Linked DNA regions of Mus musculus: region 2 is linked to region 1. Evidence: chromatin contacts called from public promoter capture Hi-C data. All regions are on one chromosome and are shown on one strand. Each heading gives the region's core, a stretch centred on a gene start, on an enhancer-like site or on the middle of the called end of the contact. The rest is flanking DNA. Distances are from core to core; before and after follow the strand shown.

The links. Promoter capture Hi-C pulls out the DNA fragments that hold promoters and counts their contacts.
Region 2: a promoter capture Hi-C map of the HPC-7 cell line shows a contact between it and region 1, with 5 times the contacts expected there. The contact joins two enhancer-like sites. A contact is called at or near these places in 14 of 39 promoter capture datasets (the 3T3-L1 cell line, 3T3-L1-derived adipocytes, the HPC-7 cell line and 10 more), 11 of 484 Hi-C or Micro-C datasets (bone marrow-derived macrophages, cochlea, cumulus cells and 3 more), 6 of 115 datasets of contacts at active chromatin or transcription factors (the HPC-7 cell line, acute myeloid leukemia, cardiomyocytes and 3 more) and 1 of 9 other capture datasets (embryonic stem cells).

Annotation. Positions count from the first base shown.
Region 1 is chr8:124,050,089-124,056,172 of GRCm38.p6, reverse strand. Gm29897 (a long non-coding RNA gene) reads right to left here. Exons shown (of 4, transcript XR_388188.3): 1 at 5,563-6,084. Among named protein-coding and RNA genes, the nearest start is that of Gm29897, 3.7 kb to the right of the region's middle. Within about 2 kb of position 3,867, at least 22 of the 459 cell types and tissues checked have an H3K27ac peak or open chromatin away from gene starts, as enhancers often do. A contact at or near this core is called in the HPC-7 cell line, where this site is marked.
Region 2 is chr8:124,247,903-124,253,971 of GRCm38.p6, reverse strand. All of the region lies in intron 1 of Galnt2 (polypeptide N-acetylgalactosaminyltransferase 2), which reads right to left. Among named protein-coding and RNA genes, the nearest start is that of Galnt2, 20 kb to the right of the region's middle. Within about 2 kb of position 3,146, at least 70 of the 459 cell types and tissues checked have an H3K27ac peak or open chromatin away from gene starts, as enhancers often do. A contact at or near this core is called in the HPC-7 cell line, where this site is marked.

The sequences.
Region 1 (6,084 bases), core at 2,618-5,117:
CATAAGTCGCCTTGGTCATTGTATCTCTTCACAGCAACAGAACAGTAACCGAGGCACCAGGTATGTGACACAGGAAGGAAGACCACAAGGGCACTGGTTAGAGCAGCACACTTTCTGGGACCTCGTCACTGTTCCACTATTAACTTCTGACTTTGGAGAAGAACCTCAGGGTCCACAGACACCCACAGAACCCAGCCCCCAATCGAGGCAAGAGCCCTGTGCCTCACTTCTGCTCATGGGATAAGATGGAACAAGTCCAGCCACCTGCAGTGAAGGCCACATCTCTGAACAGCACTATCCCACTCTGCAACCAAAACTTGGACATATTTATACATGGACTTTATCTGGTAATAACCTTAAGCTACCTGCATGGTGCTCTCAGACCACGTGACACCCTTTACTTCCTGGTTCTTGCTTGTCTTTCAACAGTGATGGCTCTCGGGGTTTGTCTTATGGCTTTTGGTTTAGTGATGGTTGGTGGAGAGAAAGGGGGCTGATTGCTTCTCTTCTGGAATCCAGTCTGGTTTCAGAACGATTGCTGGTTATACATATCCCAGTCTGAAACAACTGTATGTACCAATTTTTTTCTTTCTTTCGTGACATGGTATTTGAAGTTTCGAAGAATGTTCCAAGTTCTGATTTTATCTGATTAGTTCTTTCTGATGTCCCGTGTTCTATTCCTCCATTTGTCACATTCTTGTGTAATGTTTAGGGCAGCATTTACTAAAACACGAGAGGGTCCGGGGCTGAGGCTGAGGTTCAAGGTCATCCTCAGCTACAAGCCAGCTTGAGTTCTCACCTACCTTCACTCTCTTGATGCCTGGCAGCTTAGCACATGTTCTTGGTACTGTCTGGATCTTACTAAGCTCCACAGCTGCTCCTTCTCCTGCCACTGTCCCAAGACAACACTGATTCCAAAGCCATATTAAACTGTATGAGGCAACACAAGAGTCAGGGGCCATCTTGGGTAGGGAGGACGGGTAGGACGGCCGAGGCGGCAGTGGCCAGACTACAGTTCTCCCAGGTAGACTCTGCTTTGGTTTAGGATTCTTTTGTTTGCTTGAGTTTTGTTGCTGTTTGGGGAACAGGATAGCGTCTTGCTGAGCAGACTGGGCAGCCCTGGAACTGCACATCTTCCGGCCTGTCTCTCAATGCTGGGATGGCAGGTGGGCTCTACCATGCCCAGAGTCATTTTGCTTTTAAGAGGGAAAGAGCCCCTACAGATACAAATGGTCACTGGCATGGAGGACCAGGGGCAAGAAGAGGAGGCTAGACTAAGAAAGAGTAAGACAATACTGTGGAGGATATATCACGGAGGACCTGCATGCCATAAGGCTGTCAGCTCAAGATATGACAGTTGGTTCAAGGGGCAGAAACCCAAAGCTTGAGAGGAACTTGCCCAAAGGTGGCTAGTGACCTAATGGAGTGGAAGAGAAGCCTTAGGGGTGAGGAGAGGAGAAAGTTTGTGCTTCAGGGACCTTAGAAACAAGCAGAAACGCAGGGAGGTCCTATATGAGGAGGCCAGAGAGGAAAACTGAGTTCCCTCTACAAGGCTGGGGCCCTGAGATCGTGCACACAGCAGAGTGGGCACTTCCATCCAGGGTTCTCAGTGAAAACAAGAGAACTGACGGAATGCGGGAAGGACAATCAGCTGGGCAGGCTGGCTTAGAACCACAGAACTCGGTGTCTGGAAATAGAAGGGAAAGTGAGATGAGAAACGGGCCAGGGCTAGACTAAGGGACACGGCTAACTGCAGGCCACGGCAAACTGCCTGGGGAGTCAGAGAAGCAAAGCCCCAGATGGAATGGGCGCCCTATGACACCACACACTCACTCAGTCTTGAAAATGGTCACCTCCTCCATGAGGACATGAAGGCAGAGCAGGTACACGCTGCAATGCCAGGTCAGCTTTCTCACCTGTGTGCTCCATGCCCTCAAGGTGCTCCAAGCCAGGGGTCCTTGCTAGGACCTTGTCCTCCCATGGCTTTACAGCTGAGAGCTTTTTACCCCAGACACCCATGCTTTCACATCCAGAGAGACTAGGGGGTGGAGTGAGGAACAGCCCCTGGGTCCTCCTTTAAACCTTTCCTCATTCTTACCAGCTGTATTCACTACAGAGCATTTTACACTTCTTGCCTTCTCTTAGCATTTATGCTACAATCAACCGTAACTTCACCATAAAACCATAAACTAAAAGCTATGCTGCCTCGTGGGTGACTCTTCCTCAGATGAGCGGCTTTTCCCGAGACAGCTGGACCAGTGCAGAGGAAAGCGGGATTTGGAGAAAATCCATCACGGAAGCTCACCACTACCCACAAACAACTGATCTGGCCCCTGGAGGGAGAGAATGAAAGGACATTAGGGGACTCGGATCTCAATAAAGTAACAACAGAAGGTGCTGGACTGGGGGTGCTAATGAGGGCCAGAGGACATGGCAGTAAGGAACACATGAGAAACTGAGGGAGGAAGGGTGAGCCAAAAGATAACTGGGAGCATGTGAAGTGGAGGGACCTCAAATACAAGGTCTCCATTAGTGCTTGATGGCAATCTTGGGATTCAGGTCCAGGGTGTCATCAGGGTCCCAGGATAGACCCCGAGGTAAACAGCATGCCCATAGGAAACAAAAAAGGAGGCTGGGGATGGGTGAAATCACTGGCAGGGAGCTGAGGCCTGACGTTAGAAGTTAGAAGAGTGGAGATGGCAGATCCTAGAATGATGGGAATTAACGTTTAAACTACACAGTGCCTACCACATATCTGTACGGGAAGGGAAGGTGAAATATAAAACAGAGGATTAGCATTCAGAAGATGCTCAAGAGAATGGAGGATTACGAAGTGATAAAGCTGCCTCTGGACAGGGGCTTTTTAAAACAAAAGTGGGAGCGGCGAGCTGGGCACTCCTGGTGCAAGCCTGGCATCTCAGCAGCTGAGGAAGGAGGATCAGGAGTTCAAGGTCAGCACTGGCTCCGCAGCAAATCAAAGTCAGCTCTAGCTGCATGAGATTCTGCCTCAAATAAAGAGAGTGAGCTCAGAGGGTACAAGCACACCAGAAATAAATCAGAGTAATCCCTGAGGCCTGCCTCGAAAGCGCCCCTGAGAACGTGAACGGGAAAGGACAGGGTCTGTGAGGAACTGAGGAGAGAAAGCTGCAGAGGACAGGCCCTAGAGATCATTTACTGTGGCGCACGAGGAGTAGCTGAGAGCAGCAAATGACTATGTCCCCTTTGGTGTCCCCCTCTCCATTCTTGACGGCCCCAGCAGTGCCTTCAAAGAAAGAGCAGGGATCCCCATGTGGAGCCTTTCAGCCCCAGATCCCCTCACACCTAACGCCCACCACATGTCCACAACAGGACAAGTGATTTCCACCAGTTCTTGTATGTCAACGACCTGCACTCTGTGGGTCAGCTCCTGCCACACAGGCAGGTTTCCCCTCCCAGCCTTGCTTTTGTCACTCATTATCAATGGCTGTGCTAGAAAGTAAACATTGCCCCAGAACTGAATCCTCACACCTCGCTTTTGCAGGGATAGTGTGTGCTTGTTGAATGGCTTGGGGTTTGAGCTAAAGCATGTCTACAGAGTTACTACCCCAGCATCAGTCCCTCTGCCTCGGTCTCTGTGTTGTGACTCTCTGGCAGACCACCCTAGTTTGAGTCTCTCCACAGGTGTCACTGGTAGATGCTCTTCTGCCCTCTGAATCAGCAAAGCACATCAAAGCACATGCAGGGAAAGGTTTAGGGTCAGCCAAGTGGCTGAGGCACGAATAACCACTTCTAGAATGGAAGCCTGTCTGGGCTGCCCTTCCGGCACAGCACAGTTGAGGAGGCTCAAGACCTCAATCCCCTCAATCTAAGGGCAAGTTCTCTGGCCACAGAGGTCCTTGAGCAGCACCACAGCACCACCATCAGGACACCTGAGGAACTGCTGTGCCTACAACTGATTAACCAGGAGCAGATCATCGCTTGGCTTGTCCTGTGTCATCTGATGAACCTGCAACAGAATACAAATCAGACACTGCTCTATCAGGTTGTGGGGCAGAGCAGGCCAGAGATTATAGCCTCAGTTCCATCGTCAATAACAGGAGGCCTTGAAAGACTGATAATGCTCCCTGCACATCTCCGCATCCCCTGAAGCAACTTAAGTAAAATGAAATCTGTCAGTACATAGCAAGAAGCAAAAGGGTACTTTCCCACTAAAAGCCAGTTCTAGCTGCCCAGTTCTGAAGGCCTAAGCAAGGGAAAAAGAGACAAGCTAGTCACGCAAAGCTGTTTCCTTCTGAATTAGCCAGAGCAAGGAATAAAATCAGGTTTAAGGTATAAAACACACTTTTCCTATCTAAAATATCTAGTTCACATCTGTTCCACCTAGAGTAACTCGAAAAGGTAGTTTTGAAAACTAAATGTGTGATATGGTGAGGTCCGGTATATTGTGGGGCTCCCTGTTAAGCCAGTACTAGGGATACTGTACAGGAGCATCGTGTAAATTCAAGGCCAGTGTACACTTCACAAGGGAGAGCAAGACAATCCTGGACTACATCAGACGTTAACAAAAACAAAATTTTTTATGGGAGAGAAATTTCTTATGGGTTATCCTTAAAATCATTTTCAAAAGTCTACATTCTGACTGAATGAAACGAGGGTATGAGAAGACTTTACGAAATGAATTCTACAGTCAGTGAGAAAGAATAGTCTAAATAAGAAACAAACTATTATGTAAACAAATTTTACAGAATAAACTTAAATAGGTGATGTAAAAAATACACTTTGAGCAATTAAACAAATTAAAAAGAAAATGATATGGCTCCCTTATCAAAGAATCAATAAAAATTAATGTTGTGGGACTGTAGAGATAGCTCAGCAGTTAAAAGTACTAGCTATTCATCCATAAGATCTGGGTTCTGCTCATAGCCCTTACACGGCTGCTTATAGCCATCTGTCACTCCAGTTCTAGAGGCTCCAGTGTCCTCTTCTGGCCTCCTTGGGGACCAGTCATATACAAGGTATACACACATATATACAGGCAAAACACTTCATAAAGTAGAAAAAAGTAAATCTTTTTCAAATATCCTATAACACTATTAAAAACAGAAACAAAAAACTCTTAAATATTGTTGTGAATGTAGCTCCACTGCCTGTCATGTAGAGCCCGTGTTCAAACTCAGGACCATATGAATCAAGTGTGGTGGTGCATGACTGTTAGTATCTCTGAACTCAGGAAGTAGAAGAAAGTCTCAGGTCGTCCTCAACAACACTGCAAGTTCAAGGCCAGCCTGAGCTACAAGAGATTTTGTCTCAAAATAATGATGGTGATGGTGGAGCCTGATTTGAGACCAATAAACTAATCTAACCTTTCTCAGAGTATTTGACCAAGAGGGGAGCACTGTTAAGTATTAGAGCACCACTGACTTTATTGTAAGCACCTCTTCAGTGTTTACGTTTCCTTTAAACAAGCTAAGATGCTGGAACCAGAGTGCTTTGATTCCCTGACAGCTATTAGACCCTTTCCTAGTACCCAGCTGGCTTGAGAACCAAGCAGCCAACCTAATCCTGTTTATGGCAGTCACCTACCTCATCGACTACTCCTTGAGGTAGCTCCACTGCAATCACACCTGCTTGTTGCACACGACTCTGGCTCCAGAAGGAACTATGTTTGTTACATCAAACGCTGCAATGAACTTTTCCAGTGAGGTTGGGTGAGGTTTAGCAGTTAGGTCAGTTGGTGAGCACCTCTCCTAGTAGCCAGAGAAGGCCTGTGACTGGTACAAATATACCTGCCACAACTTTTTCTGGCTAAACAAACAGGGCAGGCTATTCAGGTGACTTTGAGTCATCCCCAAACACCCTTCTGTGTTGCACCCTAGTGTTACAACAATGAACATGAGGTCCAACGGAGGGCCCCTTGTAAGCAGGCTCTGGTGGTGTTCTCTGAGACAAGATCTCATGTAGTCCACGCTGGCCTCAAACCCACTGAGAACGAATGACCTTGAACTCCTGATCCTTCTGCTTCTACTTCCCAAGTACTGGGACTGCGGGCATGTACCAACATACCTAGCTCAAGCAATCTCTTTTTGCTGGCTTTTGGTATTGTTA
Region 2 (6,069 bases), core at 1,897-4,396, 200 kb before region 1:
CTAGACCCCTCATGCCACAGCAAGCAAGTCCGGCCTGCAGCTGCAGAGCTTCATCTGGTCTCTGCTTCAGGTTTTAAAGGACAAGGCAGCTTGTTTGGGGGGGAGGGGGAGGGAAAGAGTGCCTCTTCTAAAAGAACAACCAAGTCTGGGGTTCTGTGAGTTGCTCCGACACACAGCCTGCTTCAGCCCTTCATACACACTGGCGGGACCGTGTAGGCACTAGCAGGAGCAGTCCTGGGGAAACAGGGTGGCTAATGTGAAAGGCAGTGTACTTCTTCAGGCAAAAGGACAGCAAAGAAGAAAAGCAGACCTAAATCTCTCCAGGGACAGCTCCCACCACATGCCAACCCATCCTCCCAGGCTCAACTGCACCAGAGTTCTGAGAATGGGGCCCACAACAGACCTCCAAAGGAAAGAAGAGCATTTTCAGGAAAATCATGAATGACTAACCATGGCTGACCACATGCACCAGAGCAGCATGTGGCTCTGTCACACACTGCAAAGCCTGCTCCAGGGACGATGCCCTCGATACTGCCCTCTGATCCAGGCAGGGCTCGGCAGGCCAGGGCCTGACAGGGCTGGAGCATCAGGAGCCTTCCACATCAGGACACTAGCAGGCTTGGGAACGCACACATGCAGGCACACCAACATGCCCTAGACCGTGCACACTCAAGCTGAGAAGCCCCCTGTGGACAGGGAGAGGGTCAGAATCATGATATCGAGAGATAGACACAGACCAGGGACCTCAATTCTTGAGGTTGAGGGCAGGCAAGAATTGTGGTAAGCATTCTTAAGATAGCAAACATTTAGGTGAAACATACACACATACACACACATAAACACATACTTACTTACATATATATACATATATAGACACAATATACATACATACACAGGCACACACATATACATTCATACACCTATACACATACATACACACACACATATACATACATACATCTATATACATACATAGACACACACACACACACACACACACACACCACCCCTGCAACTCCCTATACGTATCTATATGCAAGTATGTAGTACCAGGCTCACAGTTGCTGCAGAACTGCGTAACTTCCACCCACATCCTTTGGATCCATTCAAGAAACACTTAAATACACTCCAAAATCTAGACAACACGGTGTTTGGGCAAGCTGCCTAGAATTATAGCAAATTAAAACTGCTGCCAGAACCAAAGTCTTCACTTTTTAATCATTTGCTGAACAATCTAGTTTTGTAACTCAAACTGGAAGGATCTGGGAATTCATCCACAGGGAAGTGGGAGCTCTTGCCCAGAGGAGCCTAGGCCTCTGAGGAAGGGAATACACAGGAGTTAACCAGTCACCTGCGCAGTGCCCGAGGCACCAGGTCCAGGGAAAGCAGCTCCTTAGAAGGCAGAGCTCAAGAGCACTGCAGGGGGAACAGTGCCCTTCCTGCAGGCATCGGGCCCAGAGGAAGGACACATTGACAGTTTCTGCCATTAGAGAAGCACAGTGTCCACCAACTCTGCCCAGGCCAGCTTCCCAAGGATACCTGGCCACAGTGCGGAAGGCTAGAGGCAGTCAAAGGCCAAGGCTGTAAAATAAAATAAAATACACTAAAACTTGGAAGCCCATGACTAAATGAGTCTGCTGAAGAATTGCAACCTCAGTCTATGTATCTAGAGTAGACAGAGCAGCTGCCCCAGGATGACTCTGTGCACAGTCCATCCGCATCATCTGGAAACTCTCACCCACCTCAGACTGGTCTTGGAGTGAATGCCCCTGGGGCTCACCTCAAATCATGGTAAGCCATGTACATGGACTAAATGTTCAACAAACACATTCTGGGAATGGATACAGCAAACCTACAAGCTATAGAGCCTGTGTGTAAGTCTAAGAAAGAATGCTTCCCCTCCTCGTGAATGTCATACTTGTAAGAACAGAATTACGTAAAAGGAGAAAGACAGGAGACAATGAAAACCAGTTCCAAGTAGGCACTACTTCTCCTAGAGAAGCCACAGAACTCAGAAATGGCTTCAAACCTCACTCTACAAACAGTGCCAGAGAGTTTAACCCTGGGCTCAATAGACAGAACAAAAAGTTCCTGAAGTGTCTTGAATTAAATCATGACCAAACTTCAAAAAGTTCCTGAAGTGTCTTGAATTAAATCATGACCAAACTTCTACTGTAAATATTTACAGAACACACAAACACACACACAAATCAGGATGTATTATCTAGTGTTAATATTTATAATTAGTCAATTGATCACCTAGGGCCACCTAGCCATATATGTCCCCTATAAACATACTCACACACAGTAACTCATTGGAATCTCTGAAACCCAGATACATAGTTACATTAACTATTTTGCAGAAGGCAAGCTGAAGATTTACTATATACTTTGCCCTGCATCACCAACCCATCTTGTGTTACTAATATAATGTGCATTGGTACGTGCTGCCTTAGTTCTCTAAAATAAAGACACTTTAAATAAATCCCCTAATATAGAAAGGACACAGAATGTTTCACCTGAGTGTGAAACTATAAGAAACAGTGTAACTTATAACAGCCAAAAAGAAACAACCCTAGTTAGCTGAATAGACAAATACAAGATATTGTTACTATCTTTCTGAAAAACAGAGCCTAACTAAAGGCCTACCTAACCATCCATGAATCTTTTGTGTATGTGTGTGTGTGTGTGTGTGTTACACTTTAGTTTATTTACTTTGCCTGTATTTATTTTAGTTACTTATTTTGTATGTGGCGTAGCATTTGCTTCATACATATAACAACCATGATTTCCAGCATAGCAAACACTAATAACCATTTGGAGTATATTATTACTTAAACCATTTATGACCCTGGCCTAGAATTATGCAATGTCCAACGAGGCCTTTCCCTCTTTGCCACTCTCTGACTTCTCCATGACCTCGAGAGCACTTGGTGTGGTTTTGAAATCCTCACAACAAATGTTACAGTGGGAGGAGCCTTTGGTTTGTGTCTTAACAACCACCAGATGCCAGATGGGACCACTCACTGTGGGACACACTCCTTAGCTGTCTGAGGCAGCCTTTCTTGAAGAAGGCTGCACAGGAGGCTCCATGTGGATCAAACCCAGAGAGAAACGTGACTTCTAGGTTCAGCCACCAGGATCGCTCAGAGTGACCCACTGCATAGCTGCCTCTGAGCAGAGATCAATCATCAGTGAAGGGGAAAGAGGTCCTGGTGAAGAGACAGAAAGGGAAGAAGGAGGGGAAAGAGAGAAGCCCAGGAAAGAACAAAGGGGTAGGAGGAAAGAAAGGTGGGTTAAGCGCATGGCAAAGCTGGGGGTGGGGGGGGTGGGAACAGGAGGGAGGAGAAAGAGAAGAGGGGTAGAGAGGAGAAAGGGGCAGGGGAGGAAGAGGGGTTGATGAGAAGGAAGGGAGAAAGGGAGAGGAAGAAGGAAGAGGGAAGGGGAGGAGCAGGAGGTGGAGGAGGAGAAAGGAGGCTGCCGGCACTCCTCTAGCTACCCTGCCCTGGGGTCCCTGATAAACTGTGCACTAACACACTCCTGGCCACTTAAGCAGATGACTAAGCTTCTCGGCCAGGCTTCCTTAGTCCTAATCACCACAGATAAGCGTGTGTTAATATTTCAGCTCAGTAATTAGAACCTTCTTAGAAGAGAGAAAACTCTCTCTCAGCTAATGTGGTAGGTGCTAGAATGGGAAAGCTCACACAGCTAACTGGGGTGCTATCTTAAACCAAAAGCATCCAGGCACCACCAGGCTGGTGAAAGCCCCCATTCACCCCTGCCACGTCCAGCCACATAAGACCCCACTCTGATGGGCTTTTCCGTACCATATCCATATGGACACTGGTGCTCATCCCGGCAGGCAGGAGGAGTTCAAGCTGCCATTCCCACACACACTCCACAGACAGACTGGACTGAACAAAGCTCTCCATCTCAGATCCTCGGGCAGTGGGTGGGCTGGAATTCTACCTGGGAGACGGCTGGTCCTGGAGCTGAACCCCTCTTCTACACAAGGCCTCAACCTTCCTGGCCCTCCACAGGGCTCCCCTCCACCATTACAATGGCAGAATGCCTAAGCATGGCAGCTGGATTCCCAGCTAGTGACACAGGGCAGCCAGACATTCATTGAGACACCAGGCAGACCAAGTCCATGGGGCCTGGGTAACTTCCACCCACAGAAGGAGCCCTGGGATCAAGGAGGCAGAATGTGCCACTCCTGATGCTGCAGACCATCCACAACACAGAACCGAAGGTCACCACCCTCTGAGGCCAGAACTCCTCACACTTGCCTGGGATATAAGACTCAGCCATCTCAGAATTCACACTGAGCAGCAGAGCGGGCAGGATCTGCATCACCTGTGCCCTAGGCAATGCCACAGAGATCCCTCAGTCCCCGCTGGCAGCTTTTTCTATTGGAGGAGACAGGGTCAGCAAGAAAGCCTCCCAGGGTTTGGTTAGTGAGAGAGTTTGGCTTTTTTTTTTTTTTTGCAAGGGGCAGAGTTGAGATGGCCATGTTGGCCTGAAACTCACAGAGATCCACCTGCATCTGCCTTCTGAATGCTTGCATTACGGGTGTTTGTTTGGTCTCTATCTGACCCCTCATGCCATGAGCATTACCTCCTGGAACCTGCTGGCCCCTGCCCACATTCAGGGGCAGCTCTCGGCTCCATTGGCTAACTCACTGCCTGACAACACTGCCCAACTACCCGACTGGAGACCCTGAGAACAATGTGTTGACAGCACACTCAAGTGGAAGAGTCACTCTGGAGTGGCAGAGGCAGCCAGGTGACCATGAGTTCTGCGTATCTCTAAAATGTGTCCAGCTTTACCTTCATGGTATCACTTGGCCCTAACCACCTTGTGAAGAGCTATGAGCACACAGGAGGAACCATGACCCAGAATCTACTTCCCACCTGTGAAGAGAGAGCCTAAAAGCCGTTCTCTGGCAGTCCTGGCACCTTGAGCAGGCAATGGGTTACATACAAGCCAACAAGACACTGCTGCCCCAAGTTAATAATTAATGAGCCTAAGGTTTAGAGTTATGAGGCCTGCAAGCCTCTGACTGGTCCACGGTGATCTGTGGTGCTCACCAAAGCTCCCTTGAGCCAAGCAGCAGTAAGGCTCGCCTTGGCCTGGGGCAGAGCCACACGTCAGATGCAGGCACTTCCTTAAATGGACAGGTGTATAAGCACACCTTCACTCCGTATCACCCTGCTTGAACAGTAACCAGAACTGTGTGTCACAACCTCGAACTCAGCACCACAGGAGTCTTACCAAGTTGAAAGGCTACCAAAAACCTCTTCAAGCCAGGCAGTGGCGGTACACGCCTTTAGATACCAGCACTCGGGAGATAGAGGCAGGTGGCTCTCTGTGAGTTCAAGACCAGCATGGTTTACAACAGAGCAAGCTCCAGGACAGCCAGAGCGGCACAGAGAAACTATCTTGAGGGAAAAAAACAAAAAACAAAAACAAAAACAAAACAACAACTCTTCAAATGGAGCTACCTTGTTCTTGGAGAAAATGTGAATTACTGCTTTTCTTGTTTTGGCTACCCCATATACAAGTGTGCTTAACTGAAAGGGCTGCTCTGACACTGTTGGCTGATATGCCAAACCCAGGTGGGTCCTGGAGTCCCCTAGATCACTGCTGACCTGGGGACAGCATCTATCATGCTAGACGGTGCCGAACACTTAACACAGATGAGAAGCAGCGCCAAGACCAGCCCAGGGGCTGCAGGAGGTCTGGATCCTTGACCAGTTCTGCATCCTCTACTCGCACCATGCCCCGAGTCCCATGGGTCGTACTGTTCCTGTTTGGTTTTTGAATCTGTACATGAAGTTCTAATTGTATTAGGATTGCACACCTGAACGATGATGTGTGTGAGTGTGAATGCGCACCCACATGGACACCAGAGAACGACTTTCACGAGCTGGTCTTCTTCACCGTGGCTTCTGGGAATTAAACTCAGGTGGTGCCTGAACACAGGCCTTGTGCACTGTGCTGGTTATGCGTTGTCGCTTCTTGTCAACTTGATACAAACTAGAGTCATCTAGGAAGAGAGGCCCTCAA